2 separate regions of the Sus scrofa genome follow, and region 2 is linked to region 1. A link is a contact called in public Hi-C data. All regions are on one chromosome and are shown on one strand. The core of a region is the stretch at or near the end of the contact, and the rest is flanking DNA. Distances in the headings are between cores, read along the strand shown.

Region 1 (7,344 bases), core at 1,882-4,381:
ATATAGACTCTACTCCAGATTGTCATACCCTGACCTCTAGTTTGGGATGCCCTGATTTAAAACCAACACCTTCCCCACCACCACCACAACACATACACTTCAAAAGGCAGTGTAAATAATACACACAATCTCTGAATTTAAATGAAAAAAAGTAATATCTAAGCGACATTTAATATACTATTTAATTAGAGTCCTCAGTACAGCAGAGGGATGGGAATGCAGTGCAGCAGGAAAGGCAAAGGCTTTGAACTACTCCAGGCTTTACATTTGGAGGACCTTGCACAAGCTGCCTAAACTTTCCCAGCCTTTGTTTCTTCATCTGCAAAATGGGGCTATCACTGGTATCCATCTCAGAGTTGCGAGAACAAAATGAAATTTATTATATGAGAGCAAACAACTAGGGAATGAAGGCAGGGAAAAGCCAGTGGTCTGCTCTCATATCCCATGTCTTCCCCCTGGGAGACAGCTTATCCTTTGAGCACCTCCATCACACAAAGGACAGAGCATCTTTCTGAAATACAATTCTGGATCTTCAATTGCCTATAGGAAATTGCTCCATGGAGGTAGTAATATCGGTATCACCTCAAACTCAGTTCACACAAAATTAAATTCATGTTCTCCTCCCCACATTCTAGTCTCTATCTCAACTCCCATGTCTACTCTAATACCCTTTTCCCATTATATAGCATCCTGAACCAGTTTTATCCCTCTGCTTCATCCCACATATCCAGATTAAGTCAGGAAAATCTGTCCTATTTCAATTTCATAATGTCCCTTCTATTTCTCATTTACTCTGTTGGTCTGAGTTACCACATGGCTTCCAGGGTGGCCTCTTTCCCTTTCTCCCACTTGAAGCACAGAAAGACTGAAAAACCCTTCATGGCTGCCCCTTAAATAGTCAAGTCTTCCCTACAGGTAACACTTCTAGCCAGGTCGCCTTTCCAAACAGACACGCAGCTAAGTTAAAGGCTGCCTTGCCTTTGTTCAAGCTGCTCCTTTAACTACAATGTCCTCTTTTGTCCCTGCTTTCTACAAAAATCTGTCTATCCTCCCACTTGCTAAACCCATCCTTCAAAGCCAAATTAAGAGTGATTTTCCGGAAGCCCACTAACTAGCCCATCCTTTCTTGACTTCTTCATCTCCTAAACTCCTAACGCTCCAATTCAGCATCTCATTATTACTGTTATTCATTTTACCCTTAACACTCATCTTCCAGACACAATTTAAAATTTTTTGAAGTCAGGGTCCCTTTTCCAGAACCCAAAAGCAGAATTTTTTAGGGGAGTAATAATGGGTAGAAGACCTGAGAGAATTAATTTATATTAATAATGTCTGAGATATTTTCATAGGTTGTGCATGGGTTTGCTACAAGCCTGCGAGGCAGGTTTTGTTATTATTGCCGTTTTATAGCAATAAACTGAGGCACCAAACATTAAAGAATTTGGCCCAAATAACCCAGCTGATGACTTTAAACCCATACAGTCTAGCTCTACAAGCCCATACTGCTGCCAGTATAAGATGTATATCAGTACTCAGATTCCAGTAGCCCTTCCCAGCAGCAGTAGGGAAAGGATTTCTTACGAGGATGGCAGAAAGCTACTTATCCATTAAGGAAGAATCATTTAGTTGGGGTTGGTAAAGTGAGAAACATATAATTAACTCAATTCAACTGAACTTTAAGAAAATTTTACATATGTTTAAAATTAAACTTTTTAGGAGTTCCCGTCGTGGCTCAGTGGTTGACAAGTCTGACCAGGAACCATGAGGTTGCAGGTTCAGTCCCTGGCCTTGCTCAGTGGGTTGGGGATCCGGCATTGCTGTGAGCTGTGGTGTAGGTTGCAGACGCGGCTCGGATCCCGCGTCACTGTGGCTCTGGTGTAGGCCGGCAGCTACAGCTCCGATTGGACCCCTACCCTGGGAACCTCCATATGCCACGGGAGCAGCCCAAGAAATGGCAAAAAGACAAAAAAATAAAAATAAAAATTTAAACTTTTTATTACAAATAATGCCATTATTATGATGCATTATTATACTTTTGGATTACTAAATAAAGGGTGTCAACTTTTTTTATGGCTTTCAATGTATGTCATCAACACTGTCCCAGGAGGGTCATTCCAATTTATTCAGCAAATCAATAAAGAATACTTGAGACAAAATCACAAGAGTAATTAATATTATTCTATTAACTTTTACTAAAGTTACAGACAAAAAGGGTGTCTATGTGCCCTTAATTTGATCAGCAAAATTGAACATATTTACATTTTAGTTCATTACTTCTCCTTCTGTAAATTAGATATTTCTGGCAAAGATGCAGTTTTTATTTGTACTGTGAGAACTCTTTATTTATACTGTGAGAGCTCTTTATATCATAGATATTCTAAATAATGACGTGGATCTTTGGTTTTATTATTGTTATACCAAAAAACAAACATAAAAACCCCAAAATTAAATAGAAGGGAAACCAAAGACACTCTCTTTCTACTTTTCTGTTCTAGAATATTCACTACTATGATTCCTTAAGTGCATCAGGTAGGGGTAGAAAGAAAAGGAAGGAAAAAGAAAATTTTAGGGGGAGGGACCAAAAAAGAAAACATGAATACCAGTCCTACAGAGATAAACACACAAAGAAGCAAGAAGAGGTAGCAAAGGAAATTGAGAGCTTGAACAAGTCATGCTAGACCCCAAGGTTCTCTCAGGGCCCAAGGGTTGTGGGAATACTGATTAGCTACTTAACCATCATCCCAACCTTAAACGTTCTTCTTTATCCAGAAGCTATCCTCATCTCAGAATGGGAAAGAGGCAGTGGAGGTGGAGAAAAGAGAAAAATAGCACTTGGGCAGTGACGAGAGCAGTATCTGTCACTGGGAAAACAGGAAGATAACTGTGTGACTTTCAACTATGAACTGTGAAAAGTTTTATAATGGAGCTATAAGTAAAACATTAGGAAACTTTATAAAAGTGTGATTTCATAGGCAGATAAAATAGCAAAACTAGGTAGTAGGTACTACCAGCTGCCTACCTAGTCCCAGTGCTCCCCAACCCTCCTCCGCCTCAAGCCTTGCCAGCAAAGTCCTAAGTTTGTCCTGGTGTGGCTCCACCCTCCACTTGACTCAGAGGGAAATCCTGGTTAGTCAAGCCAATTACAGTGCCCTAGCCTCCCCCTCGCTTGACATTGTTTAGGGATGAGTAGGCAGCCCTCCCTAACTCCCATTAAAGAAAAACCACTGGATGGAGGCAGTCAGCTCAGCATAACAAGAGTCTTTGAGAGAGTCACATCCATCTTCAGATCAGGAGGCGACCTACGTGAGGAAAAGCTACCTTCCTTAAATAACAAAAAGAGACAACTCAGGTCCTTATTGACAATACCAAGCTACTGAACTAACCAGGCTGGAAGCCACCCTACCTCTCAACTCATATAAAAGTTTTCCTTAATGCTTTAACTATTTAGATTTAAGGTTTTTCATTTCTTAAAGCAGAATCATCTTTAAGTGGTTCCTAATGAAAAATCTTACAAGATCCTTATTATCATCATTACCATTATCACAATGCTACTTAAAAGGGAAAAAAAAAAAAAAAGAGCAAACTTTAATACTTTCCCTGCTACTTAAACATCTTAAAGTAACCATATATTTCAATTTTTCCACCTTTTTGCTGTTCTCATTTTATATTATACAAATGTATCCAGAAATTAAACACTTCTGTTCAAGTTTTCAGCATATCTAGCAACCTTAAAAATTAGGATAGGGAGTTCCCATCGTGCCTCAGTGGTAAGGAACCTGACTAGTATCCATGAAGATGTGGGTTCGATTCCCTGGCCTCACTCAGTGGGTTAAAGCATCCAGAGTTGCAGCGAGCTGCAATGTAGGTCGCAGACATGGCTCAGATCCTGTATAGCTGTGGCTGTGGTGTAGGCTGGCAGCTGTAGCTCTGATTCAACGCCTAGCCTGGGAACTTCCATATGCCACAGGTGCAGCCCTACAAAGTAATAAATAAATAAATAAATATTAGGATAAAAATAGCTCTTAATACTTTCCTTACTAAAGAGATGTCTAAATAGTTGTGGGATATTGTAGTGAGCAGCTAAAAACAGTAATAATATTATTTTCACAAAAAAATAAATTCCAGCATTTTATCAACAAAATGTTTCTTAAATAAATCCTATTATACAGCTGATATGAAATCAGAAAGGAGTCCACCAAGGGGGAAAAAATACGCCCAAACGTACACCTCTACAAGTACACTTGCTTCATATGTGAGATGTATACGTGCCACAGAGAAGCTGCTTAAGATGCTGCTAAAAATTCAGCTGAGAATCTTCCTCAAAATTATTTGTCCCTTTAAAAAGATTTTACACTGAATTTTAAAACATCCGAGTCACTAAGGTAAGAGTTCATCCACATCCATCCATTAAAGGAAAAAGAACATCTTATTAATTCGAAAATTTCATGAACACCTACCATGTATCAGGTACCAGCTAAGCACAGAGAGTAAAAGCAATGAACAAAGCAGATGTGGTCCCTCTCCTCAGCAACTCAATCTAGACCAGGGGTCAGCAAACATTTTCCCTAAAGAGCCACAGAATAAACATTTACACTTGTAGACCATAAAGTCTGTCACAACTAACTATTCAACTCTGCCATTGTAGCATTAAGAGCAGCTACAGACGATGTGAAAACAAATGAGAGTGCATGTATCCAGAAAACTTTATTTTCAGGCAAAGAATTCAAATTTATATAATTTTTATGAAATACATTTCTCATGCAAAAATGTTCTTCTAATTTGTTCAACCATTTAAATATATAAATACCATCTTTGGCATTCTTAGCTCGCAAAGTCATACAAAAACAGGTACAGCCAGATTTGGCCCATGGGCTGTAGTTTTGCCAACCCCTGGTCCAGGGGTATAATTATTTGTTTACTGCTTTAAATGTTCAAAGGGTGAATGAGAATTTAATGAGGACACATGGCTTGGGTTGAAGAATTAAGGAAGCCTTTTCCAAACAAGTGATTTGGAGGCTGAAACTTAAAGGAAGAGCCAGCCCAGGGAGAAAAGCAAAGAACATTCCAGACAAGTTAAAAGCATGTGCAAAAGCTCGAAAAGAAAGAGGAATACAGTCTCCTGAAGAATCTGTGAGCCTGAAACACAAAGAATAAGGAGAAGTAAGGTATGAGTGGGCAAAGGCTGGGGAAACAGAAGGGGACTACACCCACACAGTGTTCTTCTCCTCTTTGTCCTAAGAGCAAAGAGAAACCATTAAAGGGTTTCAAGGAAGCAGGAACAAAATTAGCTTTGGATTTTTTAGAGACCGCTAAGACTGCAATATGGAGAAAAATTGAAAGGAAGCATGAATGAATAAGGGGAGATCTGGAAGCACAGTTTTGGCTGGACATGATAGAAGCTTAGACTAGGGGCTGGGAGTGGAGTGTACAAAGCAAAAGAGGCAGGATCTGGTGACTAGGTAACTGAGAATGAAAGACAGGTTTCCTGCACACCTCAGGTTTCCACTTTCCCGGGGAAAATATCACTATCATTCAGTGAACCAAAGATGCTGAAAAAGACGTGTGTGTATGTGTACACAAATTTTGAGTTTAATTTTTGACATGCTGAGTTTGAGTTGCCTGCAAGGTATTCTAGTGGAAGTGCTAAGTAATCAGTGGATATAAGGCTCAGAAACCAGGACGAAATTGGTTTCAGTTCAGTAATTCAGTTTGGAATTATCAGCATATGGATAGTTACTGAAACCATAGGAGATGGAATTAAGTAAAGAAAGGGTATGTAACAGTGGTTTTCATCCTTGGCCGAACATGAAAACTAAAAAACACTGATACCCAGGCAGTACCCCTAAACCAATGAAATCACAGTCTTTGGGAGGAGAACCCAGACATCAGTGTCTTTAAAGCTCTCTAAGTGTTTCCAATGTGGAGCCAAGGTTGCAAAGATAAGAAGATTTAGGACATTAAGAATTAGCAGTAACTATAGAAAGATCAAGAGATTGAGACTAAGTAGGTTTCTAGTCCTAGTTACCTCATAATGTATTTCTCTGACCTCAGACTACTTCATATCTCTAAATTCTAGTTTAGCTCAATAGAAAAGTGAGATCGTAGGCTTAGTTTATCTCTAATATCCCCTAGAGTCCCCAAAATCAGAGCCAAAGTTACAAAATTGAAATATTTCTTTCTTCTTGGATGGTTTGGGGGGAAGGAGATAGAAAAATAGCTATTAGCCAATTATCAGTAGTATAATACAGAATATATTGCTATAAATAAATATCCTCCAAGCTGGTAACATTTCTAATGACAGGATTAACACAGCAAATACTATTTGGAAGTATCTGTTAAACCTGGGAACATTCTAATTGGACTAGTTTTGCTGAATTATGTTGTTCTACAGCTAGTAACTGCAGCAAGTTCAAAACAACATGAATTTAACTTGGACACTCCTTAATTCAAAATGTTATTAAGTGGACTTTTTCTAAAGATAAAATGAGCTGCAGTTTAAGGTTTGGGGAGCATGTATGTGAACACAGAAAGTAAAGCAGTCAAAAAACCTGGAGTAAAATTTGGATTAGTAGTATAGCTCTGAGATTTCAGCCAATTTTGTGAATGTCCAAGTCTCAACTTCCTCAGCTACAAAATGGAAGTCAAGTCAACTTCAGAATTATCGGAGAAATTAAAACATAAAATGGCTGTGAAAAAGAGCTATACATGGAGTTCCTCTGCAGCTCTGTGGGTTAAGGATCCATCATTTCGACTGCTTCCACTCAAGTGGCTGCTGTGGCTAGTGTTCGATCCCTGACCTGGGAACTTCCAGGGATATGCCACAGGTGCAGCCAAAAAAAGAGGAAAAAAGAATAAAGAAAAATAACTACACAAAAGGTATCACCATTTTTACATTACTTTCCAGCCAATTTTAAATATTAACTTTGATTTACATTTTTGGAGGAACAGATCTTCTATGCTAACAGCGCAGTATTCAGAAGAAGAAGAAACTAAATTGTCTTCAGGCTTTGACTTTTCTGTTCTAGTTAAAGCAGGTGTACTTTACTGGACATATTTTAATAGAACAACTAAGTCTCTGTTGGTTATTCCCATTACACTCTTCAAATTTCATTTTTACCCTCTGACTTCAAATTCCACAAACCAGGAGACTACAGTACTATTAAAATTTTGTTACAGAAGAGTTAACATACTCAAAAGTTAACCAGTATTTGTGAACCAATTGATTGTTTTTCACTACTCCCAAGACAAGATATAAGAGCTAGAAAAATACAGTTAAATATATAGCTCTCAATTTGAAGACATGGACAAGAACACAGACAAGAACAATCTCTCCTAATGTCAGAG
Region 2 (7,344 bases), core at 2,550-5,049, 76 kb before region 1:
ACTTAAAAAATTAAGAAAAAAATACTTTGGAATAAGTTTTGGTCTAGAATGCCAAACTCCCTGTGTTCCCCTCTAAGCTACACAATCCTGAATTAGACAATGACAACTATATACACATAACCCTTACTCAGACAATGAGTAACACCTCCTCCTACAGTTTGGCTAGTACACTAATTACCAGTGCTTCAAAATCAGTAGATGATAGATGCTATGGTCTGTGTCCCCTAAAATTCATATGCTGAATTCTAGCCTTCAAAGGTTGATGGTATCAGGAGGTACAGGGGGTCTTTGGGGGTTGCTTGGGTCATAAGGGTGCCTTATAAATTTCTGGCTTCTCTTGAATAATCAGTATCACTGGGTCCCTGTACTCACATGCCAAAACTTATCAGCTAGAACCCAACAGCCACTATCTCCCCTCCTTTTTATGGGCACACACATATATAATATTCAAAGTGTCCAAAATCCCCTGAAGTCTCATTTCCAGCTGACCTAAGTGATGAGCAGTGTCTGCCTAAGGCCTTTGAACTGCAACTTCTGGCAAAAAATCTTCTGCCTTCAAAACCAGAAAGTTCACAAGTAATTTGGTGATGAACTTCAGTAACTATATTTAACCTAGATTTCCGGTATAATCTCCTCTGTACTTCTATGGTGTGGCTCCTGATTTTTTTTTTTTTTAATGGCAGCATCTGCAACATATGGACGTCCCGGGCAAGGGGTCGATCAGAGCTGCAGCTGTCGGCCTACACCACAGCCACAGCAATGCCAAATCCGAGGAGCACCTGTGACCTACATAGCAACTTGGGGCAACAGCAAGCCACTGAGCAAGGCCAGAGATTGAACCCAAATCCTCATGGTTACTAGTCAGATTCTTAACCCACTGAGCCACAATGGGAACGCTGTGTGGCTTCTGATCTTTTATCTTCATTTAATTATCTTACAATGTACGAACTTAATTTTAATCCTCTCAAATAATTTTGTGAACGAGAATAATTTTTAAAAACGTTTGCCACCTGAAGTTCTTGCCTGCTCCTTTACTGTGTGATTTATACTATCAATCAAGTTCAATTCAACATCCTATTTAGATCTTAACTGGTATTGTATTAAATCTATAAATTAACTTTGTTAGTATTGTCATCTTCATTATATTAAGACTATCAACCATGAACAGATTATATTTCTCTTATTATTTGTTTTCCTTTTTTTCTATTAAAGCATAATTGGCTGAGTTTAGCCCTATATCTTGTTAGATTTTATTTTTTAATAAAACAAATATTATCTTTTTCATTATATTGTGTCTACTGATAAAATAAATGAGTGAATTCAGTTAGGCGTATGTTTTATAACCCATGATTTAAGCATCTCATTTCAGGATATGTTTTTGTTGAATCTCCTATAGCATTCCGGTTACAGTCCCTTTTCACTGACAAACAGCATTATTTTTCTCTTCTACTGACCTACGCACATTTCATTTATTTCTTTTATATGATTTGTTGCAACTAGTTATTTTACAAAATGATATAAAAAGGTTACATCCTCATTTTGTTTGATTTTAAATAGACTATTTCCCCATAATATTGATACCTGTCACTACTAGAAACTCCATCAACTTTCTTTCACATCCTCAGACTTAAAATGAAATCTGTTTTTTTTTTTTTTTTTTTTTTTTGCTATTTCTTGGGCCACTCCCACGGCATATGGAGGTTCCCAGGCTAGGGGTCGAATCGGAGCTGTAGCCACTGGCCTACACCAGAGCCACAGCAACGCGGGATCCGAGCTGCGTCTGCAACCTACACCACAGCTCACAGCAACGCCAGATCGTTAACCCACTGAGCAAGGGCAGGGACCAAACCCACAACCTCATGGTTCCTAGTCGGATTCGTTAACCACTGCGCCACGACGGGAACTCCGAAATCTGTTTTTGACAAAGATGCCAAAGTAATTCAATGGGGGAGACAGTCTTTCAATAAATGCTGCTAGAATAACTGGAAATTTTTTTCTAAGGGCCACAGGTGCAGCATATGGAAATTCCCAGGCTAGGGGTCGAATTGGAGCTACAGCTGCTGGCCTACACCACAGCCACAGCAACGCCAGATCTGAGTCTGTGACCTAACCGCAGCTCACAGCAAGGCCAGATCCTTAACCTACCAAGCTGGGCCAGGGATGAAACTTGTATCCTCATGGATATTAGTCAGGTTCTTTCCTCTAAGCCACGATGGGAACTCCTGACTTTTTATGTGAAAAACAAATAAACTTTGACCTCTTCACACTGTATACAAACGTTTAAGTGCTAAATAAGAAAAACTTCTAGAAGAAAACAAAATATAAGTGCTGATTTGGGTACAGCAATGATTGCTTAGCACACAAAAAGCATGAACCATTAAAAGGTCACATTTTATGTGATGTTTTAAAATTTTATCTCAGGGATAAATTATAGACTTCATCAAAATTAAAAACGTTTTATTTGTGGAAAGATACCATGAAGAAAATAAAAAGATGAACCACCTTCTATATCAGAGAAATATTTACAAACCATGCCCAGCAAAGGTCTTTTACCTAGAATATATAAAGAACTCATAACTTATTAAAACAAACAAGCCAATATATTTGCAAATGTGTGAATGACTTAAATACATACTTAGTGAAAGAAGTTTTATGGATGGAAGGAAAGAAGATATGTGGATAGTCAACTAACACTTAAAAAGATGCTCAACATCATCAGTCACTAGAAATATGCAAATTAAAACCACAGTGAGATACATCTATACATGCACGAGGATAGTTAAGATTAAAAAGTTACCGTTGTGGCTCAGCGGAAGCCAATCTGACTAGTATCTATGAGGATGCATGTTTGATCCCTGGCCTTGAGTTTGATCTTCTTGGGTTGGGGATCTGGCATTGCTGTGAGCTGTGGTGTAGGTTGCAGACACAGCTAGGATCCCACTTTGCTGTGGCTGTCACATAGGCTACAGCTTTGATTCAACCCCTAGCCTGGGAACCTCCATGTGCAGCCCTAAAAAAAAAAAAAAGAAAAAGAAAAAGACTGGAAAATAATAAGTATGGAAAAAAACATACATCCAAAAACAGGTGAATAGATAAACAAAATGTGGTATATGCACACAATGAAATACTACTCAGCAATTAAAAAGGCACAAACCACAGATATATTTAACAATATGGATGAATCTCACATTACTATGCTATATGAACAAAAGTGGCACAAAATACTACACACTGTATGACTCCATGAACATGCAATTCTAGAAGAGACAAAACTATACTAACAGAAAGCAGCTCAGTGGTTATTTGGGGACAAGGATGGGGCAAGGACTGACTGCAATGAGCATGAGGTAATCTTCTGGGGGCAAAAGAAGTAGTTATTATGACGGGGGCACAGGATTATATACAGTTACCAAAATTCTAATGTACCCTTAAAAAGGGTAAATCACTATATATAAGTTATACCTCAGTAAGACTGTTAGATATTTTAAATTTCACCTTGGAAATGCATTTTATAAAATCTAAAGAGTGCCAGCGGGTTGTAAAAAATTTAATCTACTCAGAGGTTGGGACTTTGTCCTGGGCTTTTGCAAATTAATCTCTAAGTCTTGTAAGAGGGTCTTTATTTGCCTAGGGATTTAGGTAGGTCATGGCAGGTGGTGTAACAAAGTGAAGGTAGGAGGTCAGGTTAGGGTGGAATCTGACCGCTCTTAGAAAGATCAGCAATGTTGGATCATATGGTGTCAGCCTGACCACAGCGGCTGAGATTGAGTCAGCCACACAGGCAATGAATCATGTTTGCATAGTTTAGAAGCCCTAGTAAAAATTCTAAATGCTGAAGCCTGGGTGAGGTCCGCAGCTGGCAATACTCATGTGCATTATCACACATCAATGCCAGGCAAGTTACATTCCCTGATTCCAGGGGGAAAGAACAATGGTACAGAGTCTCGTTAGCTCCTTTTTTAATCTGTTTGCTTTTCCTTGTAATAAACTATAACTGAGTGTAATATATTTCGGTGAGTTCGGTGAGGCTTTCTGGAAAATTATCAAACCTAAGAGTGACTTTGTGGACCCCTGAACTTGCATTTACTGTCAAAGGTGAGGCTGATTTGCAATGACATGGATGGACCTAGACATTATCATACTAAGTGAAGTAAGTCAGACAAATAATCATATGCTATCACTTATATGTGGCATCTAATAAAATGATACCAAAAAAACTTTTCTTTCTTTTTTTTCTAGGGCCGCACCCATGGCATATGGAGGTTCCCAGGCTAGGAGTTGAATCGGAGCTGTAGCTGCTGGCCTACACCACAGCCACAGCAACGCAGGATCTGAGCCCCATCTGTGACCTATACCACAGCTCACAGCAATACCGGATCCTTAACCCACTGAGTGAGGCCAGGGATCAAAACTGAGTCCTCATGGATGCTAGTCAGATTCGTTTCCACTGAGCCACAATGGAAACTCCCCCCAAAAAACTTACTTAAAAAACAGAAACAGGAGTTCTCATTGTGGCTCAGCAATAATAAACCCGACTAGTATCCATGAAGATGTGGGTTCGATTCCTGGCCTCGCTCAGTGGGTTGAGGATCCAGCCTTGCTGTGAGCTGTGGTGTAGGTCACAGATGAGGCTTGGATCCCACATTATTGTGGCTGTGGTGTAGCCTAGCAGCTGTAGCTCTGATTCCACCCCTAACCTGGGAACCTTCACATGCCACGGGTGCAGCCCTAAAAAGACAAAAAAATTAAAATAAAAAAAACCAGGAGCTCTCATCATAGCTCAGTGGTACTGAACCCAACTAGTATGCATGAAGATATGAGTTAGATTCCCAGCCTCACTCAGTGGGCTAAGGATCTGGCAGTGCTGTGGAGCTGGGGGGTAGGTGGCAGATGCAGCTCAGCTCTCCAGTTGCTATGACTGTGGCTGTGGCCAGCAGCTACAGCTCCAATTTGACCCCTAGCCTGGGAATTTCCATATGCTGTGGATGTAGCCCCAAAGAGACAAAAATAAAAGAAAAATAAAAAACAGAAACAAAGTTACAGATTTCAAAACCAATCTTATGCTGTAGGGGGAGGGAAGAATTGCAAGGGTGGGAATACATTCATACTACTGTATAAAACAGTCTATAGCACAGGAAAATCCACTCAGTAGTCTATAATAACTGAGCAATGTGAGAAAAAGGAATGGATATATTTACATGTACAACTAATTTACTTTGCTGAACCTCTGAAACTAATACAATATTGTAAATCAACTATACTCAAGTAAAATTAAATTTTAAAAAAGTGAGGCTGGTTATGTGTTAGAGGGACTGTGTACCCTCTAACTTCTCAGTTGTCTTCAACTCTCATATCCAGATATATAAAGAGGTGGCAAATTGATGACCATAAAACTCATAGTTGAAGTGGTTAATAATTACCTAAAGTATATTACTAAGGTCATATCTATAAGCTGTGTACAATGACAAAACAACAAAAATTTTGCTGCTGTCTGGTTAATCTGGAACCAACCCAAGTAGTAAGACTCTGGATAAGTAGCAGTAAGCATATTTAACTTAGATATGTTAAGTATATAACCTAGGCAGGTAACACATAGAAAAACCAACCATCCCTTCCTTGTGTAGGTGCACAGCTATCATCAAATTCTGTTGGATGGCTTTTTATTTCTTTATTTAGAATCTGCCTAACGTTTCAACTTTCAACTCCTGATTTTTCTATGTTATGCAGGTGGATCTCTTTTTTCAAACTGCTAAGCAGTAATATCCAAAGCAAGCATTATCCTAGAGGTAGAATCTTACTAGCAATACAGATGTTACTTTGTAAAAAGTTTTTGTAAAATTCAGGCTAAAGAGGGTGTGGTCATGAAAGGACAAAAAATATTTTCCAAAGATGCCTCCGTAAATTTGCCTTCTGAAAGAAAATTCAGCTATGATTTTTACAACTTCTAACATAGTCCATGAAAGAAAAATGAAAGATTAGGAAAAACTGCATAAATAAAACAAAAAGTTTCCAGAGAGTATCATGAATGTTACTCTTCCCAAATGCTTGTAAATGAGTCCACAAGTGCAAGTTCTAGTGAAGTATCCACCAAGGCTGCTCTTTTTCATGTTGAGCCAAACTAGAGAGGCGGTAAGTTAATGTCAGAATCAGAGAGTGTTTGACAGGAGGGCAAACTCATCAAAGGCTCAGGGTATCTCTTTGTACAAACTTATCTCTAAGTGTGGGAAGGAGCAGACAATCTACTGGGCTGCTCTGAATAATACTCTGGTCACTGCAAAACTCAAACCAGCACAATGCATAAATGCACTCCCTCTGTTCTCCTAAGCCTGTACAGCTCCACAAAACAGAGCCGGGAGGGCCTTACTGTATGCACCCAGCTTTTACCAGGCTAATTTAGGCTGGCCAGCAGAACTCCCTCCAACCTGCGGATGATGTTCTTCAGCCAAAAAGAACCAAGCTTGGCATTCTAATCGGAATCCCACCCTCATTTCAGATGGCCTCTTGGAGGTGCCTCTTGGCCCAAGAACCCACATCCACCCCCAGCTTCCCCCACCTCCAGCCCCCACCCCCCTGGCCTCATCACCACCATGTGTTCCCTCCTTCCACAGGGCTGCATGATTTGATTTTCCCCTGCTGGGATGCAGGTCCCTCACCTAAATGGGGCTCCAAATCCGGACTTTAAATGATTCTGTTCCTGAACCCCCAATCACTGGCCGAGAGATTCTTCAACCCACATGGACAATGCAACCCTCAAGAAGGGGAGGTCAGACAGACTGAGGCCTAAGAAGGTTCTGACTCACTGTTGTTGAAGTAATGGGACCATGAGCCACAGAATATAGGCTAGAGAATACATGGGTTGCCTCTGGAAGCTGAAAATGACCCCTGGCTGATAGCCAGCAAGGAAATGGAACCTTGTCCTACAGCCATGTGGAACTGAACTCTGCCAAAAGCCTGAATGAACGTGGAAAAAGATTCATTCCCCAGAGTCCCTGGTAAGGAACACAGCCCTGCCAACATTTTGATTTCAGCCTTGCGACACCCGGAGCAGGGAACCAGCTGAGCCATGCTGTGCACAGACTTCTGATTTACAGAACTTGTTCTTTTAAGGCACTTAGTTTGTGGTAATTTGTTACAGAAGCAGTAGAACTGAACACCATGGTGGTTCCAGTGCTACCATCAAATTGCCTTATTTTCCTGTGCCTACCAGCCTGCAGTTAGGAACCCAGGAAACTGGAGTCACCCAGCTTTCAATATATACTTTCCCACACTGCAATGGAATAGTTTATCTATGCTTTTGTCTTCCTCACTAAAATGCAAGCTCTTCAACAACAGAGAGTGAATGGC

Evidence for each region. Hi-C and Micro-C count contacts between places; a contact is called where the count stands out from the background.
Region 2: a Hi-C map of embryonic fibroblasts shows a contact between it and region 1, with 1.5 times the contacts expected there. The contact joins two enhancer-like sites. A contact is called at or near these places in 2 of 5 promoter capture datasets (liver and skeletal muscle) and 1 of 47 Hi-C or Micro-C datasets (embryonic fibroblasts).

What each region holds. Positions count from the first base shown.
Region 1 is chr1:246,552,653-246,559,996 of Sscrofa11.1, reverse strand. All of the region lies in intron 1 of SLC44A1 (choline transporter-like protein 1), which reads right to left. Among named protein-coding and RNA genes, the nearest start is that of SLC44A1, 7.8 kb to the right of the region's middle. Within about 2 kb of position 3,131, at least 29 of the 83 cell types and tissues checked have an H3K27ac peak or open chromatin away from gene starts, as enhancers often do. A contact at or near this core is called in embryonic fibroblasts, where this site is marked.
Region 2 is chr1:246,629,691-246,637,034 of Sscrofa11.1, reverse strand. All of the region lies in intron 3 of SLC44A1 (choline transporter-like protein 1), which reads right to left. Among named protein-coding and RNA genes, the nearest start is that of SLC44A1, 85 kb to the right of the region's middle. Within about 2 kb of position 3,799, at least 8 of the 83 cell types and tissues checked have an H3K27ac peak or open chromatin away from gene starts, as enhancers often do. A contact at or near this core is called in embryonic fibroblasts, where this site is marked.